4 separate regions of the Mus musculus genome follow, and regions 2, 3 and 4 are each linked to region 1. A link is a contact called in public Hi-C and promoter capture Hi-C data. All regions are on one chromosome and are shown on one strand. The core of a region is the stretch at or near the end of the contact, and the rest is flanking DNA. Distances in the headings are between cores, read along the strand shown.

Region 1 (4,569 bases), core at 535-3,034:
CACTTCAGGGAGGTGACACTGGATTAAAAGAAAACCTAACTTTAATAAAATGTCAACTAAGAAAATACATAGAAATTCCAAGACTAGACTAGTGTTTTCCAAGAAAAAAAAAGTTTTCTGTTGTTTCCAGCTGCCTGACAAAATTACAAATAAAGGCAGAAGAGTTTTAACTAGTGTGGAGGGAAAGAAAAGGCATCGCTTAAATAACTGTGGTAGGGAGAATAAGAGGAAAAAGGTTGGCAACTATCCTCAAAACCACTGATGTATTTGGGGGATTCGAGATCAGACAGGCCTCTTCCTCCACCAAGGATTTCAACGTAGAACATAAAAAAATGTACAGTCTTCTCTCTAGGTCACTACCCAGAGCAAGTTGTAACTCTTGACAAGGTTCATTAATACAAAACCACTACTTTAAAGTCATTTTAGTCAACCACACTACTATCAGAAACAATTACTTTAAATCAAACACATTCCTTTATACCCCCTTTCAGTTTTCAAGACACAGTCACAAAACGAACGTGAACAAACGTTTAGGTTCCAGGGTGCGTCCCTTCTCTCCCCTCTGTCTCCCTCCGTGGACACACAAGAACATTTTTTTTTCTAGTTCAGACATATTGATACCTACCACTCATAATGTACTCTTTATGCAACCTGCTTAATTTTGAAAGTTCTAATAAGACGTGGTAACGTTCGAGACGAAAAACTACCTTATAAGGCTATAAAAGACGGAAAGCAGGAAGCGGCTTTGACAAAACTAAGGAAGTTGCAGCGCGCTTGCTCACCAAGGGACTTTTTTGAGGCAAGAGCTATAACCCCCGTGAGATCCTCCTCGCTGGAACTGACTTGGTTCAATGGGTAGTGGGAGATGGCTACGAATGGGTGTGGGCGGAAACCAGGCGGCGCGTGGGTCCGCTGCAAAAGCCCCCCATGCTAGCTTCCCATTTTCACAGCCTGGTTCGTCGCTCTCCCCACCCACACGCCCTAAGAGATCGAGAGTTGTCACCGCGATCTTGCAAAATCTGCAAGGAGCGCTTCTCTCTCTCTCTCTCTCTCTCTCTCTCTCTCTCTCTCTCTCTCTCTCTCTCTCTCTCTCTCTTTTCCTTGCTCCTAGGTCTGGAGGTCCTCGGTGGGTGCCCTGCTTCACAGGCAGCAAAGGGGAGAGAAGGGAAAGGACAGCCAGGTGGGCCAGACGGCCTCCTCGGAAAGGAAGGGCCTGGAAAAGATCTCTGTCCCGGGAGGCTCCCGGCACCACCCCTCGCCAGTCTGGCCGGCTCCCCCCATTCATCTCCCTCCTCCGCCCGTCCCCGGCCTCAGTCTCCCCCACCCCGAAGACCCGCCGTACCCCGTGCCACAGTCCACCACACAGGCCGGCAGCCGTCCCGCCATCTTCCTCCTCGCCCGCCGCTGCCGTCCGTTCCGTGCTGCTGAGAGGCCGGGGAGCTAGAGATGGGAGCTGGCTGACCATGCACCGGCCCGGGCCGCCCTCGGTCGGGAGGGAGGGAGGAAGGGAGGGAGCTGTGGGAAGCCCGAGCAGGAGCGAGTGAGCAGTCGGCTAGTACTTCCGCAAGCCCAGCAGGCTGGCCGGCCGGCAGGCTGGCTGTCCCCGCCCTACCCTGCCGCGGCCTCCTCCTCTACCCCTCCGCTCTCCGCCCTCCTCCTCCTCCTCCTCGCTCCCGCCCCCACCCTACAACTTCTTCCCCCTCGCACTGCCTTTCCGCGGGGAGCCAAGATGGCCGCCGCTGCCGACGCCCCGGCCAGGCCAGGCCCCAGGCCGCGATCGCTCCCACTTCCGGTTCCGGGTGGGAGGAGCGAGCACGCGCGCGCGTGCGTGCGATGTACTGTGCGGCCGCCCGGCCCCGGCTCCCTTCCGGATAGCCAGAAAGTCCACTTTGGGTTTTCAAATAGCTGGAAGCCCAGAAGCCAAGCTGAGCTTGAAGGGGGTCCAGAAGCGGCTACGCATGCGCAGTGGCGCGCAGCTGTGGGTCGCGGCTCCGCTTCCGACTTGCGAAGATTCCAGTTCGCATTTTCTGGCCGGTGGCAGCCCAGAAGTCAGGCAGTTATTTAGTTAGGAAGCTGGCTTTTGGTGGTGGTGGGTGTTGAGTGTGTTTCTTCTCTGCTAACTTGAGCCATGGGCAGGAGGCTTTCTACTGTGGGGTGAAGGGCTAATTGGAAACGTGGTCAGCGGCATGTCCCCATAATCGCTGTAGGTGAGCAGTCAGAAAAGGGATGTGTCCTGAGATTTATGTCAGTTATACTATTGCATTGTAGTTTGCAAGCTCCCCAAAATGGTGGGCCTTTGCTTTTAAGACAGGCAAGGATCCAAGACGTTAGGTTGAACAATAACAAACCCACCTTCTTCAGGGTTTGGGGATTCCTGTGTGTCTTCCAAGAAAGGCAAGTGTTGGATCAGTGACATGGCTTAGCAGGTAAAGATGCTTGCACTCACTAACCTGAGTTTGAGCCCTTGGAGATCCACATGCTGGAAGGAATGAAAAGACCCCCACAAGTTGTTCTTTGATTTTGCGCACATCCTCCCCCTCATAAGAAAATATAAAACAAAAATTAAAAAATCAAGTTTCCCAGAGGTTATGCTCTACATAGCCTGTACAAATGGCCTTTATTTGGGTTTTGGGGTGATGATAAACTTCTTTCAAGAGTAGTGAGATTATCTCCGGCCTTTAAGAAAGGCCAGTGTCCCAGAGGTTGTGTTCTACAAAATAGACTCTGTGCAGGTGGCCTCTATTCCGGTTGAAGTGACAATGAATTTCCTTCTGTGGAGTGCTGTTAACGTGATACCAACTTTTTCTAGTTGGAAAAAAAAAGAAAAAGAAAAAGAAAGAAAGATGAGAAAAAGATATGTATTTTTTTACATCACAGACTTAAAAAGTAATACTTTTAAAACTTGAATACATCAGAGTAACATAGAAAGCTTAAAGTATGTTGCTGGGTCATCTCCCAGGGGATTAGGCAAAATCAATGTGCAGTAGAACCTGAGAATTTACTTTCTCATCAGCAGGAACCTGGAAAGTTAATAGCTTTCCTTCCCAACAGGCTTGTCTTTTATTTATTCTTTAGCAATCCCATACATGTAAATGCTATATCTTGATTGAATTTACCCAGAACCTTCTCTCTGGCTCCCCTGGATATCCCAATGTATTCCTCCTCCTCCTCCTCCTCCTCCTCCTCCTCCTCCTCCTCCTCCTCCTCCTCCTCCTTTTCTCCTCTTCCTCTTCTTCCTCTTCTTCCTCCTCCCTTCCTGTCCCCTCTGATTTTCATTTATTTTTTGGTAATCTCCTGAATCCAGTCAGTTTGGTTGAAATGCTGACTGATCTTGGCTAGATCTTCAGGAAACTATAACTGCAAAATCTGTGTCATGTCCAGAAGACAGCATCTTCTATGCACCCCCATCCCCTCCTCCATGATGCTCCCCGAGCTTTGTGGAGTGGTGAGGGTCTGCATAGATGGACCATCTAAGGCTGATGGTCAGTAGTCACCTACCCTCAGCATGATATGTGTAGAAATATCAGTGTTTACAAGGTAATATTACAACAGGTCTATTGAGTAGGGCAACAGGTTTCCCTATACAGCCTGTGACGGCCTAAACCATGGGAGGTTTGGACAGGTTTAGCATAATCTGCCTAAATTCCCTTCTGAAGAGCAGGCCTCATCCAAAAGTGTTTGGTCACCCCCATACCCCCTGTGCCATACTGTACTGGAGAGCATATTTTGAGCAGGCTAATCTAGGTTTGCTTATATGAGACCATAATAATACATTAAGAAAAGATGTGTTATTCAATGCAGAAAATTCTGTTATCAGGTTAGGTAAGCTGACCTGAGGGGTAAAATACCGACTTTTCTCTTATTAATGTTAGTCATTTGGTGAAAAGTATTTTCACCAGCTCTGTGTGGCAGAGACTATATTGATCCTTAATATAGTGGGGCAAAGAATAGATAAGGGGTGTGGGATCAGAGTTCTGCCTGTGAGTAGAGAAACAGATTGTATTAAGAGCCACAGAAAAGTGCTGAGAACTGTGAGAAACAGGTGAAGAGTTGGCAAACAGCAGAGCAGACACACTTGAACAAGATAAGTGGCTCTGCCACAGAGTAAGAAACAGAGGAAGGAAGGGAGGGGGGTTCCCGAGAAGAGAAGAAGGTGCATGTGTCCAGGACCTGACTTGAGGCAGGCCTGGGGGAGGGGAATCTGACCTCTTCCCTTCAGTGGTTAAAATGAAGACAGCCAAAGAGGATGTGATGAAAAACGAACCCTGAGAAAGAGGGTGGTTCAGAAATGTGTAGCTACCTCTAAGCATACTCAAGTTTATCCTAAAGCAACTTGGAACGTATCAAAAGAGCTAGGGGGAAAAAAAAAGTTTTGGCTGTAAGAACTGAACTTTCTGGAAAGAATAGCATCTTACATGGAACCTTCTGGAAGGCTGGTTAACTAATTAGAACTTCACTGACTGTAAGGTTGGAAGGTAATTACAATTTACTTGGGGCTATCTTTAGCCCCCTATATAGCCATTCCTTTGCCCATGCCTGGTGTGTCCTAACATGCTGTAACTAACAGGT
Region 2 (4,569 bases), core at 725-3,224, 3.0 Mb after region 1:
TTTTAATTTAAATACATAAATACAAGTACCTAGAACTACAAATAAATTTGTATTAATTTCCAAAAGTACACTTTTAAACTCAGCCATTTTAAATATGGAAATTTGTTCACTTATGTATGTGCTTACTACAAAGAAAAAAAGCACCCAGTTTCTGGTTATATATTTATTATATTTACATATGTGCATAGATATATCATGCATAATAGTACTCCCAGGTATAACTTACACATGCATAGAATGCTTCTTAACTACCTTATTCCAAGGGAGATTAATCTACTTCAAAGAAGAGATATAAATTTGCCCTGTGAAGGGAGTAAGATGAAGTCCTACAGTTTTATTAACTTCCTATCACAGGAAGAGGTGTTCAAAGAGAACCAACGCTTTGGGTAAGGTTTCTGAGCACCAGATGTTCACTTGTTAGAAATCGGAGCTGTTTGATACACGCTAACTACAACTTTCCTTTTGTAAAACACGACCAGAAAATTCACCTGCCTCCTATTTCTACAACTAATAACAGGTTACATAGTTTGAGAATGGCAATATTATCAAATTTCATGGAGTAAGTTAGGAAGAGGAGCTGAAGTTCAGGCTATAAACTACACTTATTAAACAGTTACGTAGTCTTTCATTTTATCTTACCTTACCTCTACAATGTTCTTAAGTTCCTTCCATTTATTTATAGAACTCTATTATAATGTCTACCATATACTGTATCTTATACCTATACTACTTACAATGGTGTGTTGATAATTTATACAATTAGACACACTAACACACAAAAATAATTTCCTTAAATTTTTTTTTAACAAGGTAGTTTTGAAAGATGTCTGAAACAGTTTCTGTTCTTCTACATTCTCTTGTTGAAATTGTTTCTTCAATATGAGAGAACTGTCACATAATGGTATGTGCCATAAATAGGTGGTGCATTTGAACCAAAGGGGGGTGAAAATAAGAAAAAAAAGTGTTATTGTTTCTATTTAGTACTCACATTTCAGCAGAACTAAATAGTAACTTATTATTCTGAGTTATGATGTAGTTAGCAAATGCTGAATTCCTCCACCAAAAAATTAGGAGCCAGGAAAAGATTAAGACTTAAGTATTACTACAAACACCTAACTTAGAGGATTTCAAACCTTGACTTCTGCAAAGTGCTATGGATCACTGAGGGTTATCTCTGGGAATTGCACTACCCTACCTCACAGAGTCACTGAGAAAGGAAACCAAGATAACACGTGTTGGCAGCTGTCACAAGGAAAAGTCATTAAATACACTGGCAGCTCGTGCTGCAAAGGGCTGTCTTTACTGGCCAGAACATTATGAGGGCTGAGGGTATCGATTAGTGGTGCTTTATCAGAAATGTCCGGGGACTGGGCTGGTGTGTTCCGTGCAGGACGTGCTAACCTAGGAAGGCTCGAGTGAACCTCGCCGCAGCTACTTCCGGTTCCGCGAGCGCCCACGTTTGCCTGTCCCCCCACCCCCAGGAACACGGTTCTTCCAGGCCACGGTCCCAAGAGTTAACAGTCCCGAGTAGTTGAGGCCGCGAGCCCAGGCACGGCCCCTGGGGTCCTCGGGAGCACTGGCCTGCGACGCGACACCCCACGCCGCGGCCTGCGAGTAAAGCGCTGACGGGAGCTACGGAAGCGGCGCCCGGATCGCCCCACTCCCTCCCTCAGCGCACTCCCCGACCCGGGGGGAAAGGAGGAAACCCACTTCCGCCGCGTCCACGATCTCCCGCGGCTTCTCCTGACCCTTACGGCTGGCGTTGGTGCTGGGCATCAGGACACTGGATTTGGGGAGTGGATACCACCCTCCCTCGCAGGCTTCCGTAGGACAGGCTAAGAAGCGGCTCCCTCCCGCACAGTCTCGCCCTCCCAGCCCGGGTTCTAAGCCCCCAGTCTCCGCGTGGAACCTTGGCTTCGGAAATATCGCGAGAGCCACAGCGAGCTCTCGCGCGCCGCCGCCAGCTCCTCCCTCTGCCCCGCCCACGGGAGTCATGGGGCGTGGCCCAGAAGTGGGTGTGGTCTCGCAGGATAGGCTCCGAGGAATCTTCCCTGCAGAGCCTCTTGACATACCTACCCTCTTGGTCTAACTTCATTCCAGTTAATTGTCTTCCCCTTGCTCCCAGAGTCCCTCTTTTTAAATTTAATTCTAATTATTTTAAAGACAGGGTCTGTGTAATGCTGTCTGGCCTGGAACTCACGAGGATCCTCCTGCCTCTGCTCCCTGAGTGCTGGGATTAAGAGTGTGAAACACCACGAGCTTGCTTACTTGTATATTTAGAGACAGGGAGTTGGGGGTGGGGTGAGTATCATTGTTTCACCCTCCCTGGCAGACAGCTTGTCTCGCGTCCTGCCAGCTGGGATCTCCGCTTTTGGAATTGATGCCTTCACTGCCCTGTGGAAGCCTGTCTCTTGGGTCAGAGGAGGTCTCTGGGCAACCTGCTCTGTGTGGGAAGGCAGGATGCTGTGTTAGAGGTAGGCAGGTAGGCTCCTAAGGCAGGATGGAGTACTGTTTTAAAAGCAATAGCCTACAGGTTTTCCTTGACTTGTTGTGTTGTGAAAGGCAATGCATAGTATAGTGTTGGTTGTCTAATGGGTGAATCTTCCCTAAATTAGACTTTTGAAAAATGCTGTCGTTTTTATTGAATGTGGGCTTTGGTAATTCGGGCCTGCAGTTAACAGCACTCAGGAAGCAGAGGCCAGCCTTGTTTGCGTAGTGAGACTCTATCTTAAAACAACAACCAAGAAGGAAAAGTTTGTTGGGATGAAATTTGAAGACTTGATTACATACTACTTCCGGTGCTGGACACAAGCTTTAGCCGTCTTTGTCACATTTTAGCTGTCTGTAGTGTCTTATCTTGACATAAAATGTCATGGTCAATACTTGTTAACAGGATACAATTGGACCCTCCTCCCCAACCCTACCTTATCCCCTCAAATGAAAGCTCTCTGGGAATAACTTTACTTAGATCTGGAATCCAGGTAAGATTTTACTTAGATCTGGAATCCAGGTAAGATAGATATGGTGGCTCCAGAAGTGTAGTTTACTATGTAGTTATAGGTGGGGGAAAATATGGTTCAATTAACTCATCAGTGGTTATAAATATGTGCTTTGTGCTAAGCGTTATATAAACCATTGGCAATAAAATGATTACTGATGGTTCTGGCCAGGATCCTGAGCTGATCTTTCTACTTGACGCAGGCTGACTGCCGAGAAGAGACACATCTTAATCTGCTACTGTTTGCTCAAAACAGAAGAATGTATTCATTCCTTAGGGAATGATAGTGAATACTTATGGTCAATAGCACATTCCATTATAGTCAAGGGATTCCAATGCAGAAAGCATCTGAATTGGCTCCATTTCTAAAAGAAGTATTTATTCTCTTAGCCTTAGTACTAATGTATGCCCTGATCGACAGAAGGCAACATATAAATTCTATTGTCATTTGGTAGGGTGGAATTGTCATATTTCAGTGTGTCCACAAGACTCCTTTTGTTTGTTTGTTTCTTGTTGTTTTCCTGCATATGTCTTACTGTGCTCCTTTGCTTTGATAGAATATTCTTATTTAGGTCATAACTTTGGAGTAACGATGTAAATATGTGTAAGAAATATCAACTATGACTTTTTCTATCGAATACTGTAAAACTTGTGTTTAAAACCAGGAATTCAAATCTGTTTATCTCCCTTTCCTTACAAGACTTATGAAAATGCTTTAGTTCCCTACCCAGTAAAACCTTTGTTTACACAAAGGCTCCATGCTCTAGACTAGGAATTCAATGGCCTGGAACAGTGACCCTTTTCTCCTTGGAGCAGTGACCCCTTCCTGCTTCTTCCATTTCCTGTGCACCAGTTCTTTGCAGACTAGCCAACTGAATAAGACTGTGAGGTCGGACCCCAGCCAATGGGGAAAAGACACAGCTGAGGTAAAATAAAAACCAAATGTACTTCCTGTGTTGGGATGTTTGCTCTTCAGAGGATACCCTTTGATCAAGAGTCAAGTTTGCCTTGTCCAGATACTTCGGTTGGACTGGTCATGTCTTTCTCTGTGTTCCTGAACTTATTTCTAACAATATGTGCTCTTGCTTTCTCACCTAACAGAAGAAAAGCATTTGCTAGCTACATCAATGGACACACGCTATACTCCTGAGGTCTCCCAAGTGTCAGTAGTTGGGGTTTCTCAGCAGAAGAGCATCTTGGCAGATTGGGGCCAAGGAATGCCATAAAGTCACACATGCAACAGACCTCACTCAAGAGATTTAGTGGGGCTTGGGGGAGGGTATACAAAGACAGCCTTTGAGCAAGGATGGAGGAGAAAGAGAACAAGTTGTGAAGACACAGGCTTTATAAAGGGATACAGTAAATGTGCACAGGGAGAATACGCCACCTACGATGATTGGAAATGGGCTGCATTTGGTGACTGGTGAGATGACGTGGCTGCTGTCTCTTGAGTTACTGAAGGCAGGCTGGGTAGGGAAGACCTGGTTCTGGAATGAGGATGGTTCTTAGTTTTCTTATATTCCTCTCTCTTATTTATTATAAAAGGTGAGGAATAGGAAGGGGTGACAGGT
Region 3 (4,569 bases), core at 524-3,023, 2.7 Mb after region 1:
TAGGACTCTCATCCACATAGTATATAAAACACCTCTTAACAGTTCTGGACACAGACTTAATACTTCAATAAAAATAATGAAAATAGAAAGGAATGGTTTTTAAATCTAAAAGTAGAAAGCAAAGAGGAAACCAAATCAACACACAAAACATAACTATGAAGATGCTAAATTTGGAGATATTAAAAAGACCAAGTAACATAAATTTTGCTTAATCTTTCTAACTCGTTTTAAACAAAACTTACCTTTCTGTGCACTCTTCAATCCTTTAAGCCTAGTATATTTACCACTAGTGTAAGTGCTCAATAAATATTTATGAGAAAAGTAGTAAGACAAAGTCTCCATAAAAATGATGGAGGAGACTTTTTTTTTTTTAAGATCCTGTTCAAAGGCAACTTCTGACTTCTGGGGACTATTTGTATAAATGGGAGGAATTAGTTCAGAATTTCCAATACCTTCCAGGACATGAACCTATGCTGCTTCACAGACAGTAGCTAAAGGCAAATTAAAGCATCCTCTACAAACTCAAGAGTGAACAGATCTGATAAACACTGGCTCTGCAAGACTAAGTAGCAAAGTAGAAAATTACATTACAGGCTCGAGAATTACACCCATGCCATTTCATATTTCTGGATGGGTTTTTTTAGGGGGAGGGGGCAGTGCGGGGGGGGGGGTTATTTTAGACAAGGTGAATTCTGTAGTCCCAGCTGTTTTAAAACTCACTCTGTAGCCCAGGCTATGAACTCGCGGCGACCTTTCAGCTTCCAGCTGTTACAGGCATCAGCCACCACGCCCGACTGTTACCCACTATTTTCTTATAGCGCAATTAAAGTGCAGTCAATTTCCCATCTCTTGCCCTATACAGTCCGCCAAAATGCAGCACTAGCTTCATAATCTTCAACTCCCGCCAAACTTTTTGCAAGCGTCTTCAACTAAGCGGAAGTGACGTTAAACGGATGACCTAGACTTGGAAGAGTTCAAATACCAGCACTCTAAAACATTGTAATGTGTTGAGAAAATTCCCAACCCTGTTATATTCTCCTTCCTTTAGCGATGCGAAAAGACCTGACTAGAACCTTGCGACTTCATTCTCAACTCCAAATTATTCAAAAATTTCCTCTTACTCATCTAGACAAGGAGGTTACACCGTAACCTCTCAAGAACTACAATTCCCATGAAACACTACCGGAAGCAAAATGAGGAAAACAGGGTCTCAAAGCATCTTGGGAACTGTAGTCGCAGGAGCCAAAGTGCTCAGAAGCCCTGCCTCCACCACTAAGACTGGAGGAACCAGGTGTTCAGCCTGGAACCCGTTACCGCTAAGGGGCGGAGCCACATCCTTAAAGCCTTCCTCTCATCTTCCCACATGAACGACAAAATTGTCCTTTCATCCTTAAAAAGCTCTATAATCATTCCCTGAAGAAAGAGAGTTGTCTACCACATCTCCAGTGATTAAAATCGCCCGGAACTCGCCCACCTCAGGATTCTACTCGTGGGAAAGGTGGCTCTTTCACAAGTGGGCAAAATGGCTGTCCTCCTAGCTTTATCATTGGTTGACTCTTACGTCGTTCAGGGACGACAACTTGCCCGGGATTGGTTCTTTTTCTTTTGTGGGTGGAGATAGACTTAGTCCCGTTCTCCCGCTGTCCCGCAGTGATAATGGGGGTGGAGCGAAAGTGGTTTTCAAACGCTGATTGGATAATTTGTATGTCACTTAATGTTGACCTAGCGTATGAGGTAGGCTGCTTTCCGTCAACGCGACGGAGAGGCGGGGCCAGTGCGTGGTGGGAAGGGGCGGGATTCTGCCGCCGCGGCTGCCGCTGGAGCCGGTGTCCGGGCTGGTGATGGGGTTAATTCCCTTCCGTGAGACTCTACCTTGCAACCAGCCGGCCCCGCCGTCGCCCCGCTGTGCCGCGCTCCCGCCACCTCCTCCTGCTCCTTCTCAGTAACGCGGGTAAGAGATGCTGTCCCCTCCCCCGCGGCGCCCCGGGAATAACGCGCTCGCTCCCCTCCCCCGCCCGCCAACCGGTAGCGCTAACGGAGCGGGAGAGTGAGGCAGCCGGGGAGCTAAGCGCTGAGGAGACGGCGTCCCTCCCCTCTCCTCCGGCCCGCCAGGGGCCGTCGGGTTCTGAGGCGAGCCCTCTAGTCGCCTCCACCGCGCGGTGCCCGCCGCTTCGCTGGGGGCCATGTGCAGCGCCAACCCCTTGAGGCCTAGCGGGGGAGCTGGGGACAGGTTCCCGAGCGTCCCTGCTGCAGCTGCTGCTCTTGCGAGCCCTGGAGATCCGGGGAGGACGGAGGGGAAAAGCAACATAGTCAGGCCAGGCTGGAGCAGGGACCGTTCGCGGAACTGTTCTCCGGGGCCTGGACCAGATGCCCGGGGCTGATACCCCCGCTCCGGGGAATTGTCACACACACCAAAAGGGAAACAGCACGTCGTGCCCGTACTGCCCGTACTGCTAGAAAAAACACAGTGGGGAAATTAGCAAGAAAGTTGAATGACTGTCAGAGCCTTGGTCGTTGATGGACGAACCTACGGGGGACGTTATGATGTAAATCCCCCTCCCCCCTTTCCATCCCTGTATATTAGAAGTTTTTTTTTTTTTCTTCTTGTGGTTATGTACCAGAGATTGTCACTGTTGTCTGAAGTTGCTTTTAAGGAGAAACAAAATTGGGTTTGGCTGTTGTGACTTCTGTGAATTGGGTCCTGAGAGAGCAAGTCCCCTAAACTAGTTAGAGGTGAAGAGGTATCTTCCAAAGCAGTGCTGCTTACTAAATAATAAGGTGCATTTCTGAAGAGGTAAAAATAGAATTTCTAGCATGAATGAATACACACAAACACACATATCCCACTCCTAAGGTTATAGTTTGGCTGGGTCACGTTAAAGAATCTCATACCATACTCCCCTTTATTTTAGATTTTTTCCCTGGACAGGGTCTCTCTGTGTAGCCCTGGCTGTCCTGGTACTCACAATGTAGACCAGGCTGGCCTTGAGCTCACAGAATCCACCTGTCTCTGCCTCCCAAGAGCTGGGATCAAAGGTGTGGCCCCCCATCGCCCAGCTAAAGAAACCTCTTAAATTTAAATGTCATTGATTCCAAGAGCATCGAGTCATAAAAAGATGAAATCAACCTCGAAGCCCCTTCCTTATAATACTTGAATCAGTAGAGTTCATGTAGCTACCCATTTAACTGAAGAAATATCATTCTCTTCAGATTTTATGTCTTTATATTTTAGGGGATTGTCTTATAATTGTATCAGATTTTGATAGTGTGCCCATCTTTTCAAATTCCACTCTGCTTTTTCAGCCTAGGAGAATATGACTTTAGTGGACCCTGTAATCTATAATAGGCATGGCTACAGACCACCCCATTTCTAAGATTTATTTGTTTTAGAGAGAACACTGGTTCTGAATAAACAACCTATGCTTTGACTAATAGACTATTTCTTCTGGGTCACAGAAGTACCTTAGGAATCTGCCATGTTCTCAAAATAATGCAAGTAGATACAGAAGTAAAATAGATCCATTCACTTGGATTAAGAAGGAATCTGGTTATGTGTTACTGATTTTTTTAATGTAGTACATAGCTTTTGAAGATTAGTTCCCTCAGCTTCTCCATTGAGTCCCCATAGCATACATTCCCTAGCATAGTTCCCCAAACTTGATAATTAGTTGGCAATTTATGCAGTGATATATTTAGGTCTCATGAATTCTTTGTATGGAAGGTCTGATGAAAATACAGGGGACTACATTCTTTTACTATTTGTGGGACCATTTTATGAGGCTAATCTAACCTAACCTCGGTTAATAATGGGGAGGATAATGCTTAATCTATGGAGCTGTAAATAGACTATGTAAAGCTACTAGGATTGTGTCTCACATGTATATATTTGTTACATTAAGTTTTTATCTTTGTTTTCTCATTTTCATATTTAGAGAATGAATTTGCTGTTCATATGCAGAGTATTGTTGCAGTCTCAAAAATCTCTTCTACTGTTGAGTGTTAATGTACACAGTGGCTTAAAACAATATCTCATAGCCAATTTTTTTGTTTTTGTTTTATTACATTTACTGGGGTACGGGGCGCAGCACAGAAGTACCATGATACATTTTAGGAGGGTGGAGGACAGTGGTAAGGTTAGGAGAAATCAGTTCTTCTTCTATCCTATTGGTCTCTGGGATTGAACTCAGGTGGTCTGATTTGAAGGCCAAGTGCCTTTATGCACTAAACCATCTTGCTAGCCTTTAGCCATTTTTTTTTTAAGCAGACAGAATATATGAAATTGGTCATTGGGTATCAAAGAGAATTTTGTCATACACAGTATCTTTTTTCCTTTTGTTTAAAATTTCTGCGTTTGGAACATATTTCAAATAGATTACCCATAATAAAAATGTGCTTTGTGTTTTAGTGTTTTAGTAGTAAACTAGGGTTGTTGTCCTGCTTTACTTTGTTAATATGTTTCAAGGTCTAGTTTACAGTTGCTTTTGGACTCATTCTGTTACCAGAGAAACCAAGTGACTGATACAAAGTTAAGACTGAGAAAGTTATCTTACCAGACTGTTGCTTTGTGCT
Region 4 (4,569 bases), core at 751-3,250, 2.4 Mb after region 1:
TTAATCCCAGCACTCTAGAGGCAGAAGCAGGTGGGTTTCTGTGAGTTTGAGGCCAACCTTGTCTACGCAGTGAGTCCCACAAAAGCCAGAGCTACATAATAAAGAGTCTGTCTCAAAAAATTATTTAATTTAAATTTTTATGTATATAATTATTTTGTCTGCATGTGTATTTGTGCACTGTGTGCATTTCTGTTTACTATAGAAGTCAGAAGAGGGTGCTGAGTCCCCTAGAACTAGAAGTATGGAGCGTTGTATGTAGCCACGTGGATGCTGGGGACAGAGTTGGGGTCCTCTGTAACAACAGTCAGTACTCTTAACTGCTGAGCCATCTCTACAGTCCCCAACAGAATTCCAACTGCTAGTTAGCACTCCTGTCCTTCAGTGGTTTAAAAAGTAAAGCACTCATCAAATAGTATGTTCTTCTCAGAGTATATGTAACTTGTATGATGTTGTTTGGTTTTGTTTATTTTTTGTTTTGTTTTTCAAGACAAGAGTTTCTCTGTGTAACAGAGCCCTGGCTGTCCTGGTCTCACTTTGTAGGCCAGGCTTGCCTTGAATTAACAGAGATCTGCCTGCCTCTGTCTCCTGAGTGCTGGGATTAAAGGCATGCACTTCCATGCCTGGCTGCTTTTTAAAACAATAAGTTTAGTTGTATAGATTTTCTTTTCCTGGGGTTAGGAAAGGAGACAGTGGGTTTAAGGATCTTGGTCAGTGTTTATGAGTTGTAAAGTTTGAACAAGAGCTGAGGATGTAGTTCTGTTGGTAGAGCTTTTGCCTAGCATGCATGGTCCTCGCTTCTGTCTTTACCACCACACCATACAATCCAAGACGGTGCTACATGACTGCAGTCAGGATACTCAAAAGGAGGCAAGAGGATCAGAATTCCAGTTCGCTCTTCTCACCACAAGGCGTGTGAGGCTGGCTTATGAACCCTATCTCAAGAACAAAACCAAGGGCTTGAGAGATGGCTCAGTGGTTAAGAGTGCTCTTCCAAAGGTTCTGAGTTCAAATGCCAGCAATCACAAGGTGGCTCACAACCATCTGTAATGGGATCTGATGCCCTTTTCTGGTATACTCATATACATAAAATAAATATACTCATACACATTCTAGTGTAATCATATACATAAAATGAATAAATAAATCTAAAAAAAAACCCATTTGAATGAAAACTCAAAGAGGTTTTTAAATACAATTGTGACCATGCATATCTAGGGTCTTTGCCATATAGGACTACATATGCCCCAAGATATTTATGAATGTAGCCCAATACATCTGTGGATGTGAATGTCATGTAACAATTTCAAAATGTTCATCAGTTTGTTTTTGTTTTTTGTTGTTGTTGTTTTTTGTTTGTTTGGTTGTTTTTTTTCTTCCGAGACAGGGTTTTTCTGTGTAGCCCTGGCTGTCCTGGAACTCACTTTGTAGACCAGGCTGGCCTCGAACTCAGAAATCTGCCTGCCTCTGCCTCCCGAGTGCTGGGATTAAAGGTGTGTGCCACCACGCTCGGCTCATCAGCTCTTCTTGAGTCTACAAAATACTCTTATTATTTTTACTTTTAATTCTTTAAACAATACTTGTTAATTTTATTTCATGTGCATGAGTGTTTCGTCAGCATGTAAATCTGTTTGTGCAGCACGTGCATGCCTGGTGTCAGTCGAGGCCAGAAGCAGGTACAGGATCCCTTTGGACTGAAATCACAAATGGTTGTGAACTGCTATGCAGGTGCTGGAAATCGAACATAGGTCTTGTGAAAGCGCAGCGGGTAGTCTTAACTGCACAGTTATCCCTCTAGCCCCAACAGAATTTTAAAAAAAATATTACTAAACCACCTTGAAGAAGAGCGTATGCCACACTAAGATCTTTCTGTCTGGAGGAAAAAGGTCTTCCCACCTTCCAGCAGGCCCTTTGTAGGCGGGCCCGCTTCGGGGCCCCACCCACCACCCACCGAGGCCCCGCCCACGGCCACTCAGTGCCCTCCTCCTAGCTCCCTTCTTCCCGACAGCCTTCGCGCGGGGCCTGACGCTCCGCTCCGCAAGATGGCGGCGGACAGTGAGGTGAGTTCTGCGCCCTGGGTGCCTCTGTCACAGAGTTCTGCCGCCGACGTCAGTGGCCCGCAGCTTACTGTCTGTGCTCTTCTCTGTCCCCGCAGCCCGAGTCCGAAGTGTTTGAGATCACAGACTTCACCACAGCCTCGGAGTGGGAGAGGTGAGTAGTGTGTTTGGTCCTGTCTGGCCCCGGGCGGCATCACACAGGTGACGCTGGTTCGGAGGGAGACGCCCACGCTTCGTCTCTTCTTCCGCGCCACGGCAACTTTGGCTTTTTCCGCATCAATCATACAGACAGGTCAGACCAACCTTCAGACTCCGCCTTTAAAACAAGTTGTGTTGACTTCCAGATCACTTCCCTGGCACAGAAAACCATTTCCGAGGTCGTCCCCGGGTCTTATGCTTTCATGTCAATTTGCCTCAGTTGTCATCAAAGCCGTCAGCTAAGCAGCTGCTGTGTTTTCTTCCTGTGTTTATTGGAAGAGACTTTTAGCGTACCGATGACTGTTCATCTGTCATCCTCTTACCATCGTTATCCTGTCTTCGAGAAATTAAAAAATTAAAATTCTACTATTTCATACTTATAAATAGTATGTTTACATACGTCTTTGGAATGTTTTGATTCACAGCGTTACATTTTAAACTTGGTCCTGTGCCCAGACTTCCCGAGCTTGTCAAATTCAGATGAACAACTGCATTAAGGCGAACATGTTTTATCACCTGAGTGAGTTGAAAACTAAGTTTGTTGGCTTGATAGCTAGCTATTGAGGTTATTGTTGCAGTGCTTGTAGGCTTTACAAATGTGTGGCTCTCATATCAGTTGGTGGCATAGGAAGATATAAAAGATCTTTGAAATAGTAGTTTGACTTGTGTTCCCATCCCCACACTTCATCGAGTCAGTAAGACTTAACACACTAGCAAGACTTTATGAGGAAGTACTGTGTGCCCTGAACTATCCTAAGATCAGGGAAATCTATATACCTTTTAAAAACTCCAACAAATAGTTAAAATGTAAGCCAGTTGGTACTAACTACAAAGAACTAGTTAAGTAGGGAAAACGTGGACTACAAAATTGTTGGAGACATTTTTGTAGGGAAAAGATAGGAAATGCCTGCTTTGAAATTGGGGAGGGAAATGGAAGCTGGGTGACGTGGCACCTGTGTATAATAGTGACTACTGGCAAGGCTGAGGCGGATCACTTGAGCTAAGGAATTAAGACCAGCCTGAGCAATCTAAGAGGTACTGCCTTAAGAAAGGAAAGGGAAAATGGTTCAGGGTTTGGTTAAACATGAGAAGGGACTGACATTTCGAGACAAGTAAGTGAGGAATTATCACTGGGAAATAAATAAAAATGATACAGTGAGATCAGTTTCCAAAGCCAAGGCAGAGGCGTCGAGAGTTGGTGCACTTGACTAAAAACTCTCCAACTTGACTGTGCATCAGAACCTGCTGGTCTCGGTTCTCAGTGTTTCCCATTAGGTTTTAGGTCCAATCCCCAAATTTGCTTTTCTAACATGGTCCCAGGTAATACAGATGCCAGCAGGTCAGAAGACCATATTTAGAAAGCACTGCTGCTTAAAGTGGCAAGAGCTTTTGATCCTATGGTGCAAGGATTGTTTGGTTTAAGTTGTTACATTGTGGTAAAATGAAGTAAGCAGTTTACATTGATTCATAAAGTGGAACTGTAATTAGTTGGATAGAGTGAACTAGATTTAGGTAGATGAGCTTAATGTAAGTCTGAGGGGAAAGGCTCAATTATGAAACTTCAGGTTCATGCCTAAACGAAAAGATATGTATCAAGAGTGCTCTTTTGGGCACATTGACTGTAAAGTTGATATTTTGAAGGTAGTTAGAAAATGATGGTCTTGGAGGGTGAGTGGTAAGAAGACATTAATGATTAGTGTTTAGAATGGAAAAATGGCCATTTTCCCTGGTTAAATAGTTTAAAATTTCCTGAGGGGTGCTGGGGCGATGCTTAGCGGTTAAGAGTTCTGTACATTCTTCCAGAAGACCCAGATTCAATTCTCAGCACCCACATGGCAGCTCACAACTGTCTAAAACTCCAGTTCTAGGTTATTTAACACCCTCATATAGACATACATGCAAGAGAAACACCAGTGCACATTAAATAAATCAATAGATAAATAAACCCTTTCCCGGGCTGGTGAGATGGCTCAGCGGGTAAGAGCACCCAACTGCTCTTCTGAAGGTCCTGAGTTCAAGTCCCAGCAACCACATGGTGGCTCACAACCATCCGTAATGAGATCTGACTCCCTCTTCTGGTGTGTCTGAAGACAGCTGCAGTGTACTTACATATAATAAATAAATAAATCTTAAAAAAATAAAAATAAGCCCTTTCCCTGCTGTGGGCTCAGGTACATTTAAGATTTGGCTTCATCCATAATTCACTGCCATGGCTGAGGAAGCATTGATGCTAAAAGTGTAGTGGATGCCAGCACTGCTTCACAAGAGATGCCGAAGACTACCTTAGGCCATGATGGCCTAACATATGGCATACACT

What was found. Hi-C and Micro-C count contacts between places; a contact is called where the count stands out from the background. Capture Hi-C pulls out chosen DNA fragments and counts their contacts.
Region 2: a promoter capture Hi-C map of liver shows a contact between it and region 1, with 3 times the contacts expected there. The contact joins the promoter of Dars here to the promoter of Actr3 in region 1. A contact is called at or near these places in 2 of 115 datasets of contacts at active chromatin or transcription factors (astrocytes and stem cell-derived neural progenitor cells) and 2 of 9 other capture datasets (adipose tissue and liver).
Region 3: a contact with region 1 is called in a Hi-C map of B cells, with 7 read pairs. The contact joins the promoter of R3hdm1 here to the promoter of Actr3 in region 1. A contact is called at or near these places in 2 of 39 promoter capture datasets (liver and pre-B cells), 3 of 484 Hi-C or Micro-C datasets (B cells, muscle stem cells and uterus), 4 of 115 datasets of contacts at active chromatin or transcription factors (astrocytes, bone marrow-derived dendritic cells, embryonic stem cells and 1 more) and 2 of 9 other capture datasets (adipose tissue and liver).
Region 4: a contact with region 1 is called in a promoter capture Hi-C map of adipose tissue, with 2.6 times the contacts expected there. The contact joins the promoter of Rab3gap1 here to the promoter of Actr3 in region 1. A contact is called at or near these places in 3 of 39 promoter capture datasets (the C10 cell line, hippocampal neurons and liver), 1 of 115 datasets of contacts at active chromatin or transcription factors (astrocytes) and 1 of 9 other capture datasets (adipose tissue).

Annotation. Positions count from the first base shown.
Region 1 is chr1:125,433,943-125,438,511 of GRCm38.p6, forward strand. Actr3 (ARP3 actin-related protein 3) reads right to left here and starts at 1,785. Exons shown (of 12, transcript NM_023735.2): 1 at 1,343-1,785. The coding sequence starts at 1,386.
Region 2 is chr1:128,415,442-128,420,010 of GRCm38.p6, forward strand. It overlaps Dars (aspartyl-tRNA synthetase), which reads right to left and starts at 1,975. Exons shown (of 16, transcript NM_177445.5): 1 at 1,711-1,975. The coding sequence starts at 1,776.
Region 3 is chr1:128,101,533-128,106,101 of GRCm38.p6, forward strand. R3hdm1 (R3H domain containing 1) reads left to right here and starts at 1,774. Exons shown (of 27, transcript NM_181750.2): 1 at 1,774-1,951. It overlaps Zranb3 (zinc finger, RAN-binding domain containing 3), which reads right to left and starts at 939. Exons shown (of 21, transcript NM_027678.3): 1 at 721-939. It also overlaps the pseudogene Gm29383.
Region 4 is chr1:127,866,773-127,871,341 of GRCm38.p6, forward strand. Rab3gap1 (RAB3 GTPase activating protein subunit 1) reads left to right here and starts at 2,001. Exons shown (of 24, transcript NM_178690.4): 1 at 2,001-2,057; 2 at 2,153-2,208. The coding sequence starts at 2,040.